Regions from separate parts of the Gossypium raimondii genome. Here region 2 is linked to region 1. The links are chromatin contacts, called in public Hi-C maps. All regions are on one chromosome and are shown on one strand. Each heading gives the region's core, a stretch centred on a gene start, on an enhancer-like site or on the middle of the called end of the contact. The rest is flanking DNA. Distances are from core to core; before and after follow the strand shown. Region 1 has its middle 12 kb from the start of LOC105804256. Region 2 holds the start of LOC105804255 (inositol-3-phosphate synthase).

Evidence for each region. Hi-C and Micro-C count contacts between places; a contact is called where the count stands out from the background.
Region 2: a contact with region 1 is called in a Hi-C map of leaf, with 2.1 times the contacts expected there. The contact joins the promoter of LOC105804255 here to the enhancer-like site in region 1. A contact is called at or near these places in 2 of 2 Hi-C or Micro-C datasets (both in leaf).

Annotation. Positions count from the first base shown.
Region 1 is chr11:28,403,363-28,408,200 of ASM2569854v1, reverse strand. No RefSeq gene overlaps it. Among protein-coding and RNA genes, the nearest start is that of LOC105804256, 12 kb to the right of the region's middle. Within about 2 kb of position 1,385, the one cell type or tissue checked has open chromatin away from gene starts, as enhancers often do. A contact at or near this core is called in leaf, where this site is marked.
Region 2 is chr11:28,561,726-28,566,458 of ASM2569854v1, reverse strand. LOC105804255 (inositol-3-phosphate synthase) reads right to left here and starts at 2,084. Exons shown (of 10, transcript XM_012636778.2): 1 at 1,823-2,084; 2 at 1,667-1,735; 3 at 1,437-1,572; 4 at 1,100-1,347; 5 at 770-996; 6 at 569-684; 7 at 213-389; 8 at 1-115. The coding sequence starts at 2,010.

The DNA of each region.
Region 1 (4,838 bases), core at 136-2,635:
AATTTTGTACAACCCACCTTTGCTGAAATAGGGTGATTGCTTGTTGGTCTGATAGAAACCTCAAACTTTGATGATCTATCCGAATCATGAAATACCTCCCCACCAGGTAAGCATGTCATTTCCTTACTGCCAGTAACACAATCATCATTTCTTTTTCATAGATCGATAGTGTCTAATTCCTTACCCCCAACCCCTTGTTAAAAAAAGCTATTGGTTTGCCTTTTTGCTGAAGCACAGCTCCTACCCCAAAACCTGAGGCATCTGTATCCACATAAATTTCCAGTTAGAAATCAGGTAGAGTGAGCACAAGTGTTGAACATAGGGCCTCTTTCAACTGTTGGAAGACAGTGGTAGCTTGATCTTCCTACTTCGAAGCATTCTTCTTGAGGAGGTTGGTAAGAGGTTGAGCTAAAAGACCATAGTCCTTGATAAAACGCCTGTAATAGCCAGTGAGACCTAAAAAAAACTCTTTAACTCATTTACACAAGTAGGTACAGACTAATTTGCTACACAATCCACCTTATTCTTGTCCATGGCCACAATCCCTCTAGCTATCACATGTCCTAAGTACTCTACCTACTAAGTGTCAAAAGAGCACTAGCTTTTTTTGACAAATAGTTGATGTTGTCTCAGTATCTAAAAAACCACTCCAAGGTGTTCAATGTGTTCAGTTCAATTTGCTGAAAACACCAATATATCATAAAAAAATCCAGGACTGTCTTTCTTAGAAGAGGCTTAAAATGTCATTCATGAGTGCTTGGAAACTTGAAGGAGCATTAGTGAGCCAAAAAGGGCATCACCAAAAACTTATAATGCCCCTCATGAGTCTTGAAAGCAGTTTTATGGATATCAACTTCATGCATTATTATTTGGTAATATCCTGAAGTTGATATCCCTATCCCTAAGTTCCCTATCCCTATCCCTATCAACTTCGTGCATGATTCAATTCATCCAGAAACTCCTTGATGATAGGGATAGGGAACTTATCCTTAATGGTTAGCTAGTTGAGTTGTCTGTAATCCACACAGAGCCTTCAGTTACCATTTTTTTTCACCATCACTATTGGGGAAGCAAACAAACTTGTACTATCCCTAATAATTCTCATGTGTAGCATTTCTTGAATGATCTTCTCTATCTCAGCCTTCTGAATAGTGGGAAACCTATAATGCCTGATTTTAACCACCACATTTCATCATGTAAAGGGATTTTATGATCCTGGGGTCTTGGTGGTGGCAAGCTTGTACAAGTACCAAATATGTAAGGAAATTCTTCCAAAAGCTTCTGCAGACCCATATGGCAAGCATTTATTATGTTCCTGCTAGAGCTAGGGGATTCAACGAAACAATTGCGGGTTTAATCAAACAAACTTGGGCCAAAAGAGACAAGAAAAACACTTATTGGGCCTATGATAAAAACTTAAGCCCTTGCAGTGTTGTGCAAGTGGGCTCTTAAGGCTCAACCGTCCATTTTAATTTTATTTAATTAGTTTCACATATTTTAATTTTAATTTTAATTTTAATTTAGTATATGTCATGATTGTGTCTTTTTCATTACCTAATTAATATAGTTTATAAGTGTCTTAATTATGTCTGTGTGTTGCATCTTTAACATGTCCTAAAGTATGTTATGGCGCCATTAATATATGTATTAGTCTTATGCATCTTTAATGTGTCCAATTCTATGACATGATAATTAGTATGTATGTATCCTAATGGTGTGTTTAAGTGTGTCCTAGGAGTATCAATGGTTGACCACCCTTTAAAGGTTGATAAAGGATTATTCGTTTCAGCTTGAAAAGAGACCTTTTGGCCAATAATTGCTTAATCAATTGCATCGTTCAAATGGGAGCTGAATGAGACCATTGGAATAGCCTTCTAGAAGCTGTCTATTGGTTATTTCCATGCATCATAAAGCCACCGTCCACCCAGGGGAAGTAGGAGATTCTTAAAGAAAACTTAAACATTAAGTATGCATGTACTCTCCTCCAACGCATTAAATGCAGCCACCACCTTAAATCCAAGTGCATGGACGACAAAGGAGCATGAACATGGCTGGTCACACATGCTTTTAATGTTTGAATAACATAAACTTTAGTTTATTGGCCCTTTTAAATTCATGTATTCCCATTTATGGCCGAATGTGTCCATTAGTCTACATAGGTTGAACGACAGAAATGTGCAAGTGTACACAATCACAACAAGTAATAAAGTGACAAGTAAATGTCGAGTTATCATACCACAGGGACTGTGAAAGAAAATATTTATGAAATGTAAATCAAACACTTTGGTAATGGGAAAATATGTTGTTTTGAAGAAGTGATTTAAAAATTAAATATCAACTAAGTAAAAAAAATAAAAAGTAAAAATTCCAATGCACAATTTCAAAAAGATGAGTTTTAATAAATATGTCATAATTATGTTAGATCAATTACATTCATTAACTTAGAATTACTAAACTCGTGTTCATGTTGTTACGAATATTTTCACGACAACTTTGTAATTTGTTAATTATCGCACATACATACTTACTAAATTAACCAATCTCTTGAACATTTCTCAATGCCAATTCAAACAATTAATCAATCTTCATAAGCACATATAAGATTAAGTGATGTAACAATATATTTCTATATTGAAACAATTTAATCACAATAATCTTGCAAGTTATGTAAGGCTAATGTATCGTTTAATGTAGTTGTTAATTTAACCCATAACTACCTTAGAAGATTAAGCATGCACCAATTAAATATTGTATCAATTAATTACAATTTCAATACATTTAATAATTAATTCATTCATTACCTTACATTTTATAATGCAAGTATAACATAAGTATGGTTTTATTTAATTGAACAACTTATCAAGGCCTAGAACGACACAAACATGATTTTAATAATTTAAGTGGACAAAATGCAATCAATCTCACATGAATTAAATTTAAGACATTTTAATTAGAAAAAGAAAAAAAAAGAACAACAATTCAACAATTATTCATATTCATGATCACAACATAAACAAGAAAATAAAAGAGAAGGGAACTAGGAAGTGAATCCAGGATTTCTCTGAAGCTAGACTAGTGCGCTCCTCTTCTTTTATTAGCACAATTGGGAAATCAGCAAGGGAAATCAGTAAGGGAAATGGGAAAACAAGAAAGGGAATGGAAAAGAGAAAAGTAAGTGAAAGAGAGAGATATGTGGGAATGAATGGTGTGTTGAATAAGGTAAAAAAGGGGGTATTTATAAGTGGGAGTGGCTGCTAAAAATAGCAAATAATTAGCAGTCATACACTCTTCCTTGGTCAGCCACAAAAGGAGCAAGTTTGAATAATTCAAACTTTGCTATATTTAACTTGGGGCAAATATTCAAAGGCATGAAAAGTGAAGGGTTTGAATGGAGTTTAAAGAAACTTTAAGGGCTATTTTGCAAGTAATAAAATCAGCTAAATAACCTAATTAGGTCAACTTATTGGACGGTTTTGGGTTGTCATTTCTCTTGTTGAATTAGTCTTCTTTTATTAGCACAATTGGGCCTCATTTTTTAATTCATGTTATAATTAATAATTTTAACCCAACATGAAGTGAATTAAAATTAATTATAACATGTATTATATTCATTATTGGACCATCTATTGCTGGAAAAAATAATTGGCCTCTTTCTTGCTCTATTTGATGCAAAGAATCACCCCAACGGTTCAAACCTTCCAAAGTGTCTTTCGAGCCAATTTTTAACCTTTGTGCAAAACTGTCGAAAATAAGTAAAATTTGTGTAAATTTATTATAAAAATAATTAAAATTTAATATGTTAATAAGTTAACTACAAATTAATTATTTGTAATTAAAGTACGAATTTTCGAAAAAAATTACTACAAAATTGCATGAATTAGAGCTTAAAAGGTGCTGAAAAAGTCTATATTTTTGTGTTTCCAATAGGCCTATAAATATTCGGCCTAGGACACTTTTGTAAGTGGGATCAACTATCTTTGAAATAAAAAATCGAGTTTATACTCTTTGTTATTTTTAGAACTAATCCGAACTTGTCAAGAACTTACATTTTTGTAGCATTCAACTACCGATCTTATCACTTCCCTTCTCAACCCTTTTCGAAGTGTGGCAATCGCCTTATATCATTGGTTCCTATCTCCATATAGATAGTGGGTTATGGTCTTTCTTTCAAACCCAACTTGTTAGAACTTAACTTTCCTTTGTAGAAATTGGGTCACATTGTTATATAGTGTTGGTTCATTTATGAGTCGAGTTCTATTTTATCAATTTCTATCCATTTCATTTTTATCATTCCATCACCCTAGAAAAATTCACGTTCTAAGCTTAAGTTTCCATTTTCTCAAAAAAGTACCTATTTAGACGACCGGGCAAATTAAATCGTGTATCAAGTTTTAAACTCGTAACGGGGTTCATGTCACCTTCTATTTCCTCTCGTTCATCAAAGCTGGGTCGATTCCCTTAAAAGGCCCTCTAGATGCATTAGAACCATTGGAAGAGCCAATAATTACAGTGGTATGTACCCCATGTTGAGGTAAAGAAACTGGCCTGCTTGGAGCAGCAATTGGTGGTGTTCATGATCCAAATCGAGTCATGGAATTTAAGCCAGCCAGGAACCCCTTCTTTAGGGAAGTATTCAAAATGCTTTTGACCTGTCTAGCTAGATGGAAAGCTTCAACCAAAGTTTGTGGTCTAAATAACTGCAGATACTGGCTAATCTCTCATCTTAAGTTACTAGTAAAAATGCTTAAAGCATAAGACTCGAGCAAATTTAACTAATTCAGAAGGCTTACAAACAAGTCATGGAAGTGTTCCAATGAGCCTTGTTGCTTAAGAGTCAC
Region 2 (4,733 bases), core at 835-3,334, 160 kb before region 1:
CCAACAGGGAGTCCTCGCATGTGTTATGCAACACAATGGTGTTCTTGCCTCCCATGAATATCTCTGATGTGTACTCATCCATGGCTCTCTTGCTATCTCCAACATATGGCACATACTACAACATACAGAAAGAGACAAAAGTGCACATTAATTAATTTTGAAGGTCTCAGTTTGCAAGTGCATGAAGTGGCTGAGATGGGTAAACTTATTACCTTGATGACCACAACATGATCAGGATGTTCACCGGGTTGATAAAGGATTCCATTGCTTGAGACCATGTCATCCACAACATTGCTCTTGGAGATCTCCTTGGAGCGGAAAGTTTGGGGAGCTGATAGATTCATGCCATCATTGTTTCCCAGATGGTTGTAGCTCACTATTGATGTTGGCTGTTAATTTTTCATCACCATTAGTACACAATTACTACCCATCAATGTCACATTATTATCTTTATCCTGACATAAGCTACTTCCAAACCACATGCATGTACTCCTAATTTTGTTGGTATCCTTTGCCTAGTCTACAAATTATTGTGATAGATAGTGTCATGAAGTTGAAAGATTTGTACCTTGATACCAGCCCCAACAAGGAAATCCACTAGAACGGATTTCATCTTGGTCTGGCCACTCTTAAAATCGTCTCCTCCAATCAGACAGTTCCTCTGGATAGCCAAATCAATTAACCCTGGATATGATTACAGATCATTAAAAGACCAATTCCATAACATTTCAAAGAATTAAAAGAGAAGATAGCTCAGTTGATTTAGAACCTGGAACAAATGTGTTTTGTGGGCTTCCATTGATGAAGGGAACATCCTCAAAAACACAAGCGATAGCGTACAAAGTGGAAGGAGAAATCTCTGACTCATTCTTCTCAAAAGAAGCCAACAGGTTCTCCATGGTGTCGTTTAGCCCCACAACGACATTGCTGTACCTCTCAGTGTTTGCAGTCCAGAGTACAACCACCTTGTCCACCTTGTTTTTCTCCTTGAACTCCCTAATCCAAACACAAATAAAAAGGTCAGCCACAGTCGTAGTGCCAAAATAAACTCTTTTCAGCTTTAACAAAATTCTCCGGAGGCTAGAACTAATTATAATACCTAATATCTTTAATGATTTGCTGAACTTGTTCTTTCTTGGTACCCTTGATGACGTTATTGGCACGTTCACCTTGGTTGGCAGCAATGAAATCTGGGTCGTATATTCCAGGGAGTGGGACCATGGATTCCATGTAGGGCCTTAGCTGTTTTTGCAGATCAATGTCAAAGACCTTGGCTCTAGCCATTGCATCAGCAAGGTTCATGTCACTTATGTCCCATCCTCCAAATACAATATCCTCTGGGTTGACCTGTTTTTATATATTGTTACTTGTCTTTAGCATTCCGACGAATAACAAGTTAAGAAACTATCATAAAAATGAAAAATCCAGTTTAATACCATAGGAAGAAGGCTCTTAAAAGGAGCATAAATCTCCTCCCCGTTGTAAGACCCAACTCGGATAGTTGATGCTTGAGTAAGTGAACCAAAGTAATTAGCTTGTTGCACCTTGTCCTTAGTGGCCCAGGACACTCCCCTGAGAATATCCATTACCCATATCCTCAAAATCAACAATCAAAACTAAACAGAAAAAATGTAAATATAAATAAACAAAATAAAATAAAACTCGCCATCGGTTAGCTATAACACCACCAGTCAGGGTTGAGCCATTGTTTCCTCCCCATCCAACAAGCATTACCCTAGAACATAAAATAAATTTAATGCAAAGTTTTAACACAAACCCAGAAAAGGAAACCCAGAAGAAATGAGTAGTTTTAGATTCTAACCCCAGTTTAGGGACATGGATATCAGTTCTGAATTCATATTTAACAGTCTTGGGCTTGACAACCCATTGATAGGTTCCATCCCTGTTCTCATGAACAAGCTCAGTAGTCTCATAGTTGTACACCGACTGGATTGCATTGTCTGTGTACTTGACATATGGACTCTCAACCTTAAAGCTCTCAATGAACATTTTTGCCGATATTCTGTTCTTGAAACACTGCTTTGTTTTTTGGGTTTGTTTTAAAGCTTTGGTGCTCCATTGTTAGGGACCGGGGAAGTGTATATATAGAGGAGATGTCTACACGCGGAGCAGCGTGAATGCTTGATGCCCGCACGTAAAATTTTTCAATTGGTGGTTTGGTTTTAGGAGAATCTACGCCATGCAAGTTTCTTAACTGGACCATTGAATGGAGCCACAGGCACGGAAAGGCACGTGTGAGGAGGAGGTTTCGTTTGTGACACGTTTGGTTGTGATTAACACGTGGCGTGATCAAGTGCAGGAAAAGGATTTTCGGTAGCTGTGGAATCCACGCCCTTTGAATGTAGTCGACGGAAAATGCATGGCTCTACTCATGCACCGGTCGGGTGACACCGTGACATCCAATGAGGTACTAAGTGGGCAATTGTCCCTAACTGTAACTGCACCGGTGTACTAAGCGGGCAATTGTCCCTAACTGTAACTGCACCGATGTAGTGGGGTGCATAAGGTATCTATGGGTTGAGCTGGGTGGAGGTTTAGTTTGAAATTTTTTTTGATTTAAATTTATTTTTGGGTTGGTTTGTCCGCTCAAACATCCATTTTAATATTTAAAAACAATAAAATATTAAAATTATATTTTTAATTGACATAAAATTAATTAATTTGAAACTTTTAAAAATATTTTTTATTAGTTAAATTAAACTCGAAACGGATCGGGTAATAGTGTTAAAATTTGTGTTCAAGCTCGAGTTGTATAATATAAATGCATTTTGCTGTGCAAGTACCTCGGATGAAATCTTAAATTGTAAAATTTAGTGAGTTTAGTGTTAGGTTTGTTAAATTCAATCTGGGGCTCTTAGAAAAGAAGAAAGTCGTGACAGAGGGATTTTCAAGAACTTTAAGAACTTGAAAATTCAATGTAAAATTTTATAGTTAATTGTATCATATATCCTTAAACTATAATCTTCATTTTAAATTAGTCTCTAAATTTTAAAATACTCCTCAAATTATTAATGTAGATTAATAAGGTTCTTTCATTATTAAAATTATTAATTTAATTGTTAAATGATATGTTAAATATTATGTGACATAGTTTAAAATGAAAATTTTAAAGAAAAATGAATGTTGTAAAAATGAAATTGTAAAAATATTAGTTTTGAGGTTTTCAAAGCTTTTACAAGAACTTTTATTACTAACTCTCTCTTTTCAGTTTTATTATATTTTTAGTTTTACTTTTAAAATTTATGCAGATAACAGTTTACTTTTCTTTAAAATTTTATTTTAAATTATGCCACACAAAATTTGACATACCGTTTAACAGTTAAATTATTAGTTTTAATAATTGTAGAACTTAATTGATATAATATCAATAGTTTTAAGGATGCAATTAGAATGTTTTCAAAAACTTAGGGACCAATTTAGAATGGGAGTTATAATTTAGGAATTTTTAGTGCAATTAACTCAAAATCTTAATATTCAAAGCAAAATTTCTAAAATTAAAGACTTAAAGAAAATAATCCAAGATGGAAGAATGTATTGATGAAACTGAAAATAGAAGATCGATGATGAATGGTGGGTAGATGGATAGATAGCTTAGCTTCCTTGAACAAGGACCAACAGTAAATCAAAAGGGACTTTTAACCAACCCTCCCAATTGGTTTAAATTAGGGAAGCTAAAGTTTTGATGAACCCCCTCAATAACAATCCTTAAAGAATTGAAGTAAAAGTTTATAAAAAAAATCACAATAAGCTAGTCTTGAAAGGGAAAAAGAAAAAGAAAAGAAAAACTCTATTAAAGCAATTTTATTAATCAAAATAATCAAACATATAATATATATGGTGGCTATAGAAACCATAATGTCAAATATATATGTATAGGGTTAAACTAATTAGAAAACAAGGAAACATCCCTTCCTTTATCTTCAAGCAATTGACCCAGTATAATACTCTTTAAGCTAAATTAATCTAAAATACTTGAACAGGTAAATACATTCCTAAAATATAATAATTTATAAATGAATTTTAAGCTTATATATAATAAAAATGAAGCCTTAAAATTGAAACTAATATGATATCAAAGCTTATACATATTCTCGCTTAAATCACATATAGAAAATTATGTCCATGCAATCTTCACAAAAATGACTATAACTTGATCTCTCGAACAAAAAATAAAGTGATTCAAAGTGCGTTTCGAAGTTAAAAGACAAATTTGTAATCAATATGAAGACATCTTAACCTAGAATTGGTAGGATCTTATCAAAAAATGCACCACAAGTCAACTGACAAGAAAAATGGCCGCTTTGGTAAATTTAATTAATGATTTTCAACCCATCTATAGATGTAACACCCCTTACTCATTCTGATGATCGACATGGATAAGCAATGTTACCTCGACATAACCACTACAATTGCAGCTTAAAATTCAAGATAATACAATTTAAAAATCACTAATTAAAGTCTTTAGATAGAGTTTGATATGAATGAGAGGCTTTGGAAACATTTCAAAATCATTTTGGAACTAGGTGATTGGAATTATTCAGAACATAAAACAAACTTTCAGAAGCTTAAAACACTCAAAATAATAAGTTGTGTTAAAGTCAATGGCCATGTTCAGGTACATCACTAATGATGTATTGGAACAAGCCCTATTATAGTATCTTTTAGCTATTGGAGATACATGTCCTCCAAGTATCGATACTTCAAGTGCAAGA